Regions from separate parts of the Rattus norvegicus genome. Here region 2 is linked to region 1. Evidence: chromatin contacts called from public Hi-C data. All regions are on one chromosome and are shown on one strand. Each heading gives the region's core, a stretch centred on a gene start, on an enhancer-like site or on the middle of the called end of the contact. The rest is flanking DNA. Distances are from core to core; before and after follow the strand shown. Region 1 overlaps LOC134479313 (a long non-coding RNA gene). Region 2 holds the start of Lrpprc (leucine-rich pentatricopeptide repeat containing).

Region 1 (3,960 bases), core at 128-2,627:
GGTTAAACACAGGTCATGGGAGATTCAACTTGCAAAGCACAAGGACTCTAACATGAGGCAGTTTCTTATTTCAAGATATACCTTCCCTCTTTGGAACTCTTCAGTGACTTTTCATGGTCCTCAAAACAGTTATCTTCTCCAAGAGACCTCTTGAGTCCCTTCCTCAAAGCTCACTCCTTTTCCTCAGATAAATCCAGAATAAATTTAGAGCCCTTTGTTCACCCATTTGGCGACTGAACAGATATTCCCCATGCCAAGCCCTTGCCAAGCCTTTGCCAAGCCCGAGGAGGAACACATACCTCCTGAAGCAGTGTCTGATGGAGAATTCAGGCAGGAGGAGAGATACCAATTAAAAACTCCAAACAGGGGCTGGAGAGGTGGCCTAGAAGTGAAGTGTGTCTAATTGCTCTCCCAGAGGACCAGGGTTCAATTTTAAGCACCCGTATCAGGTAAATCAAAGAACTCATTGTAATTCCAGTTTCTGCAAGAACAAGTTACACACAAACAAATGCAAAATATAGATATGCACACATACGGAAATAAATCTAAAGCAACCTCCAAGCAGGGCTCTGGGTTTGCTGTGTAAATTGGGTGTGGTGATGTCACCTATAATTCCAGCCATTGAAATAAGGAGACTAAAGGGTCAGAAATCTGATCAGTCATCCTCAGCTAACCGTGAGAGTGAGGACAGCCTGTCTGAGCCACACGAGGCCATGTTCATATTTAAAAGCACAGGAACCCTGTCTTGCTCACTGGTATATCTCTGTATGTCTGTAATCATCTGGAGCCTGGCATACAAGATTAAATGGCTGCGAAGAGTGGTGGTGGGCATTTAAATCTCAACAGACTTCCGATACTCACCAAGGCCAAAATCTCAGGATTCATTCTGTGTCCCTGGCAAGGGGGCGTGTCACTCCTTACGGAAGGTTAAACTGGAGGTCACAGCTCAGCTACTGCTGATCCAGGCTGAACTCATGAGTCACCAGCTCCTCCCGGAAGTCACCTGCTTCCTCCAAGAGAATAGAAAGGAGGATGAGATAGACCATGGCTGTGTGGTATGGGTGCCCAGTAAACACCGCCATTCTTTTCTGAAGTCACGGTTACTGGCTTGAGCTATGACCCCTTGCACCATGTGCTCAATGACATAAGACCCTGACCTATGTCTGGTGTAACGGCTGCATTCTTAGGGTCACAGCCTGTGTCCCAACAAGCCAACTTCAGATACCCATCCTCCACAAACTAATTTAAACAGCCAAATTAATAGTTTTAAAAAAAAAAACAGGAAAGAAATCTATTCTAGGTGGCCACATTAGGAAAGAAAACAAACAGATCCAGTGACCTTCCTCGAGTCTATCTTTGGAGTCCTGAAGTGAGGTTGAAGTTCAAGTAGACAGTCAATGTTATACACACCTAACTAGTCCTGGTTAAGGTTTGGTCCTGCCCACCACTGACCCATCATCTCTAAGTTGTAAATCCCTTTGTGTCCTCTCTAACTCGTCCAAGCTTTGGGTATTTTCTTTCCCCATCGTGGGACTCTTGAGGAATTACAGTTTCTTGGGGTTCACTGCTTTAACTATCTGATAGACAAACGGAAGGAAGGAAGGACACACGTATCTCTTTAAAATGCCTTCTTCTCCGAGGGTCAGTTACATCCTGAGGTGGTTCATTCAAAATGCCTGCTGTAGAGGTGGGAATCAGTTCTGTGGGGGCCATGTGTGGGCCTGAAACATTTTTGTGCAAAGGAAGAAGACATTAGGCATGGCGGGGAGGGGGGGGGACAGGGGGACACTCTCGTCCTGACTGCCAGTGAATGGGTTTGGAACCATTAGCATAGACCCACTGCCAAATGCTGTTAGAGTCTCGTTGAGTGACTTGGACTTTAGCCTGTGTGCTGGGGCACGGTGGGGTCAGACTGGAGGTTTTGGCAGTAGTGTGAGGGCGGATTGAAGGAGAAGCCTCGGATTGGAAGTTAGAAGATGTGTTAGGATTCAGTCCAGGTAGGGTTGCCCTGGAGATGGGGTGGGGGGTAGGGTGGGGGATGGGGGTGGGGGTGGGGGAATTGAGGAGCTTTAGAAGCATAGCTACCAGAAGGGTTCAGATGTCACTACATAGGGGAAGGGGAGGCAGGCAGGTGAGTGGGGGCCCAGAGTCCTCAGCGGTGCTTTGTAACTCTGTCAGAGGCACTTAAATGACCATGCGTGCAGAAGGCGGGCATCCTAAACCCTCGCCTGCCAGGCCTGCGGAGGAAACACAAAATGGACTCCAGCGGTATTTCACAAATCGCTTTAAGTCATTTTTATAGTGGAAAAAATCCATTCATCCTTTTTTTATCAGTTAATTCAGTTACTACTTACACCATTCACTATTTAATATGACTGTTGGTTCATTTTCAGACAGGGTTCAAACTCAATATATAGCTGAGGTTAACCTTGAACTCCTGATCCTCCTGCCTCCACATCCTAAGTACTGGGGTTTCAGGCATGCCCTGCAGTGTGCTGTTGGCCTTAGTATTGCTTTGTTCTGTGTTTTTACATTTTTATTTGTTAGTTCACAGATGGCAGGCACACCCCGCGGCATGTATGTGGAGGTCAGTGGACAACTTACTGGAGTTTGCTCTCTCCCACCTTGTGGATACCAGTGCTCAGATTCAGGCCATCGGACTTGGGGCAAGCACCTTACCTGCTGAGCCATCTCACTGGCCCCTTAATACTGCCCTTAAATGAGGTCACTTTTCAAAATCTAAATACTTACCGTGGGCTCATCCTCAGAACAAGCACCCCTGTGCCAGTACTGCTGATAAATACTGAAACAGACGCAAAGATGAGCATGGTTGGCTGCTCCTGTGGCGAGGATGCCCACGATGGCTGCTCCTGGGTCTTTGGGTGTGTGTAGGGAATGGTTTGGAAAGCCCTTGACCTGAGTGACCACTAAGGCCATTAAAATTCATGGATTTCCTCTTGGTTTCTATTCAGATCGTGTCAGTATCCAGACCCGATGGCAAGCCTTCTCTTTGTATCTGTTAGAAACGAATTTTGCCGTGCAGGTAAGGACTTCAGCAGAACTGGCCTGGGGTTGTTTTCCAATCACAGATGCTGAGGGCTCTGAGCAGACAGACCTGGTCTCCTCTGTTTCCCTCCCCAGCCATCCAAAGGCTGACTTTGCTACAAAGAGGGAGAGCTGCACCCTTCTCTTCCCTGTTCATATCTGACGTGTGTGGGTGACGTGAGGCCCATCACCTAGCACCTCTGTGCCTCTCTCCTCCTGTGCATAATTGGGGATCGGGCTGGTGATCTATCTCATAGTGTATCCATAGCGCTTGATACATACACATATATACATATACATACACACACACACACACACACACACACACACACATACATATATATATACATATATATATATATATATATATATATATATATATATATATATGGAGATAGGCAGAGATCCACATTGTATGCTTTTGTCAAATGGGCATACCATTTAATGAGTAGTCTATCGTTTCCATACAGATGATTATGGAAGCATATCATCTTTGTGAAAAAAACATTTAAATTATTGTTTTGAACATACTGTATGCAAGGGGGCACAGTAAAGAAACTCCCAGTGTGATGATTCCATTATTAAGGGGAAGGTTTTTATTGTGATATGAGAGAGAGAGAGAGAGAGAGAGAGAGAATCTAGAAGCATCTGGAAGAGTTGAGAGCGGAGGTAAGAGAGAGCAAACTGGACATGGCCAGGGCTAGCTCCAAGAAAAGGAAGAGTAGCAGGGGTGAATGGAGGCGGGGCGGGGGATACAACACGGGGCGTGGGGGGGTGAATGGGGGCGGGGCCCAGGGGGGATTTGACCGGGATGAATGGGGGTGGGGCAGGGGCCTACAGCACAAGGGGCGTCGGGAGTGGGTGAATGGGGGCGGGGGGATACGATCCATGAGAGGATGGACAGTTTACCCTTAG
Region 2 (4,232 bases), core at 1,710-4,209, 79 kb after region 1:
AGAATGAAGTAGCCACTAAATAATTATATGGCTGGGGGTCGCCACACCATGAGGAACTGGGTTAAAGCATCCCAGCATTAGGAAGGCTGAGAACCACTGACTTACAGGAAGAAAGTAGGTCACTAAGTCATTGCCTTTGAAAGTTATACCTGGTCACCAGTCCCTTCTCTTGTCTCTACTTCCTGTCCCATATGAAGTAAAGAACCCCCTCTTCTCCACATTGTGGCCACTACAATGTTCTGCTCAAGTGAGGCAGGCAAGGAAAACATCCACTGAGACCTCTGAAACTATGAGCCAAAATGGACACCTCTCTTCCTTGGAGGCGTTCATGTGCAACATTGTGTCACAGTTAAAAGTAGCTAACACAGACTGGGGCAATGATGGGGTGTTGGCTGGCACATTACTTTGCTGGTTGTTGTGGCATAATACTAGACAGAAACAATGAAAGGAAGGAAGGATTTGTTTTGGCTCCTGCTTTGAGAAGTCATGGCTCTGTAAACAGGAGGATGCTGGTCCCATTGCATCTGCAGTTGGAAGAGAGAGATGAAATACTGGAACTTCACTCACTCTGTTCTTTTTATCTACTCCGGGACTCCAGTCCATGGAACACACACACACACACACACACACACACTCACACTCACATACCCCCCACACAAACCTCACATTCACATACACACACCCCCTACATAACCCCCCATACTCACACATACACTCAGGGTAGGTTTCTCACCTAAAATCCTAACACCAAGGAGGCTTTCCAAAGGCTTGCCTCCAAAGGTGATTGATTCTAAGTTCCATCACGATGACAATTAAAAGCATGCATTACAACCTAGGAGTAGAGTTTTCAGGAGCAGTCACAATTACTTCCACCAGCCTCATTTCACTTTCGACCCAAACCCCTAGCCTTCCTTGAGTGTGGCAAATGCCTGGACTGTCTGCATTCTTTTTAAAAGCTGCATGTACTGGTTGGTTCATTTCCCACACAGCCGCTTGCATTTGGAACTGCACTCCCAGGAGATCCGAATGCCTCTCCTTGACCTTCAAGGGCACCAGACATACTTGTGGTCACACATATACAGGCAGGCAAAACACTCACACACATAGTAAAATAGGTATTTTTTTTTAAAAAACAAGTGAATTTGTATCACAGCTACACATCAAATTCCCTAACAGCTTTTTATCTCATTTATATAACAGTCTAAGTCCTGACACTCAGCTCCCTGGGGGTGCAAAGGTCATTCAAGGTAACACCCTGCAGTACCTGACTGCCAAATACCAGTCTGACCTCCCTGTCCCACCCAACTCCTGCTCATTCTTTCCATCCGGGCCTTTTTAGTTTTCTCCACTTTAGGGTTTTGAATTTGCTGTTTTCTGAAACTGGAACAAGAGCTGGCTCTTTCCTCCAGCATCCTCACTTCCTCCTTTGGGTTTCTCTTCCGATGATTTTCCTTTACTTTTCCTAGAAGAGCAACTTAAGGGAGAAAGGCTTATTTTGGCTCTTGGTGGGTATAGGCAGCAGGAGCTGTCAGGAAGCAGCCAATAGAGGTGCCCAGCGCTTTCTCCTTTATGACTCAGCCCTGTCACTCATCCAGTGGTGCTACTCACCCTCAGGGCGGTTTTGCTACTTCAACTAATCCAGTGTAAAAACTCCCTCACTTGCCCAAAGGCCAGTTTCCTAGGTGATCCTAAATCATATCAAGATTAATCACCACAGATGGTAACCCACCTTTAATCTTTTATTTACATTAAAACTCTTATCTGTTTCTTTAAATGTACGGAATTTTGTCTAAGCTGAGATTTTTTTCCTATGTTATATCCCCAGCATCCCAAATAGCACAAAATATGTGCTCAATAAGTAGTACTAATGCTGAAAGCATGGATTATATCCTGTCATAGCGCCCAATAGGGTAACTTAAAGCAAACTCATCTGGGGTGTGAGGGGGTGGGATTAGCTTCTCCAACAGAAAGATAAGCCAAGTTAACTCTACACGTATATCCATTCAATAAACGCTCAACGTCCGGAGTGTCTTCAACTGAGGAGCTTTCGCTACAAAAGAGGCCACATTCTGTGAGCTTAGAAGTTTGTTGTCTAAGGAGGAGAAACAGCCAGATGGGAAAACTTCCAGAGGGAGAATTTGACTGTTCACCTGGTTGGTAGTGGTCAAGGAATAGCTAAGTAGAGAATGGATGCCTGTTCCCGGATTCACACGAAGGCATAGGGAACCCCTTCAGCATACCCTGGTGAGAGCGAGAACTTGTTTTACTAGCTGCAGACAATTGCACCACTACCTTAGTTGCTTGTAGCGGTGCATTAACTGAAAGGAGGAGCAGGGCATCAAGAAAGAGAAACTTCGACCTTGACATTTAAAATTATACGATCTTTGTTAAAATGCATTTATCTTACGAAGCGAGGCATTGCCTATATTCGTCTACCCTCTCCCCAATCACACGAATTGCATATAGTTAACTTGGAGGTCCACAGCCTCTAGTCTCCTTCGTCAAGGTTTCTTCTGGCAGGCGTTTCTGAGAGCTACGGCAGGAACTACGTCACTGAGCAGCTAGGGTAGCAGTTCGGCGGTAACCTAGGTGCAGGGCTGGAACATCGCAGGCACTCCGGGACCTGCGCGGTCGGCCCTTCCCAGCAACCTTCGGTGTAGCTCCTAGTTGGCCCCCCACAAACCCTTGCGCGCGCATGGGCGGAGTCGACCTCTAGGGGCTCTACCAACTGCAAAATGGAGGGGTGATGTGGCCGAGCTCTCTAAAAGCCGGGGCGCTGGACACGGAAACAGGAACACTGAGAGCAGAGCACAAAAACGACACATTGTAAAACAAAAGGCGGATTCAGATGATCCCAGGAGCTCGGCCTGCCTCTCCCGTGAGCCATGGCGGAGCTCCGCCTCCCCCTAGGCTAGGCGCTCTCGGGACTTGGTTTGTCCCACTAGGGGGCGACCCCGTCGTCACGTGTTCCTCCAGGTCCTCTGCAGGAGCGTGCATCCTGCCTTGACTACGGTGAACCATGTCAGCCCTGCTGAGACCCGCGCGTTGGCTGCTAGGGGCAGCGGCGGTCCCGCGCCTCCCGCTGTCCCTGCGCCTCCCTGCGGGCGGCCCCGGCAGGCTGCCCTCTGTCGTCCGGGTGGCGGCCGCTGGTGGCCGGCCGGCTGCAGGGTGAGTACTGGACCCTTCCTCCTGACCGGCTACGGCGGACGGGCCGGTGTCCTGCTCATTCGCTCCAATTCCGTTGTCCCGGCAGCTCAGGCGCGAACGCCCGTGCTTTGCCAGTAGTTCAGGGTGACAAGGTTGAATGTCTTGAGAAGGTCATGGTCGAGGGCATGGCTGGCTTCCGCCTCGCTGCTTGAGGTTGCCACCTGCTCGGGCGGCCCGGGAAGCCCAAGGGCTTTAGGGGGTGGTGCTGATGTGGGGGCAGGTGTTGTGCCATTCCTTAGAAGTACCCTTCCTGGGTGCTCTCCCACACTGGACATACCTGCTAGTATGTAGTCTTAGGAGGCTTCTGTTTTTCATTTTACTTTTCTTGGGGATAGGGTTTGAATTTTTGAGTGACCCAGGGATAGTTTAGAACTTTACATTTGATTATGCCCGGGTCGGGTTTTTGCCTGCCTTTTGTTGAATGAAAATTTCCTTCAATATTTACACAGGCATCATGGGTTGGAGATGGTCACAATAATGGATTAGTGGACACACGCAAGGCGCTTGTTGGGGATCTATGTAGTTACTGCAAAAACAAGTTAAATTTCTAGTTAGTGCAAGTATTTTTGCGAGTATGCCGGTCTGGATTGAGGTTATGAGTGTGTTGACCAGATGAAGGAAGATGGGGGCTTAGGTTTTAGTACCAGAGAGAAATTGACAGTTGAACCACCCCCAGAAGAACTTTTGGGTCTAGCAAAAAGATTTAGGAAGTATGTTCTGGAGCGGGGAGCCATGGACTAAGGGTGCTTCTGTTTATTCGCATTATGCCATTGGACAAATGACTCAACAGCCCAGGCCTTAAGTTTCTTTAGGTACATAGGTGGGCACAGTGTAAGGTTAGGCCTATTCATGAGATACAGGACTTGATGTGTCTTAACTGGTTACCACTGTAATAGAAGTAACTGTCTGCATGGGCCAGCCCGGGCCCTGCATATAATTAGATGAAGGAACTGCTGTATGACGTCCCAGCAACTCGGTTGCACATCTTTGGCGTGATGCTTATTTGTATACAGGGCCTGTACTTT

What was found. A called contact is a pair of places that touch in the nucleus more often than the background predicts.
Region 2: a contact with region 1 is called in a Hi-C map of liver, with 2.6 times the contacts expected there. The contact joins the promoter of Lrpprc here to the enhancer-like site in region 1.

The regions. Positions count from the first base shown.
Region 1 is chr6:15,532,629-15,536,588 of GRCr8, forward strand. LOC134479313 (a long non-coding RNA gene) reads left to right here. Exons shown (of 5, transcript XR_010052470.1): 2 at 1-3,043. Among named protein-coding and RNA genes, the nearest start is that of Ppm1b, 75 kb to the left of the region's middle. Within about 2 kb of position 1,378, at least 6 of the 93 cell types and tissues checked have an H3K27ac peak or open chromatin away from gene starts, as enhancers often do. A contact at or near this core is called in liver, where this site is marked.
Region 2 is chr6:15,609,679-15,613,910 of GRCr8, forward strand. It overlaps Lrpprc (leucine-rich pentatricopeptide repeat containing), which reads left to right and starts at 2,960. Exons shown (of 38, transcript NM_001008519.2): 1 at 2,960-3,168. The coding sequence starts at 3,020.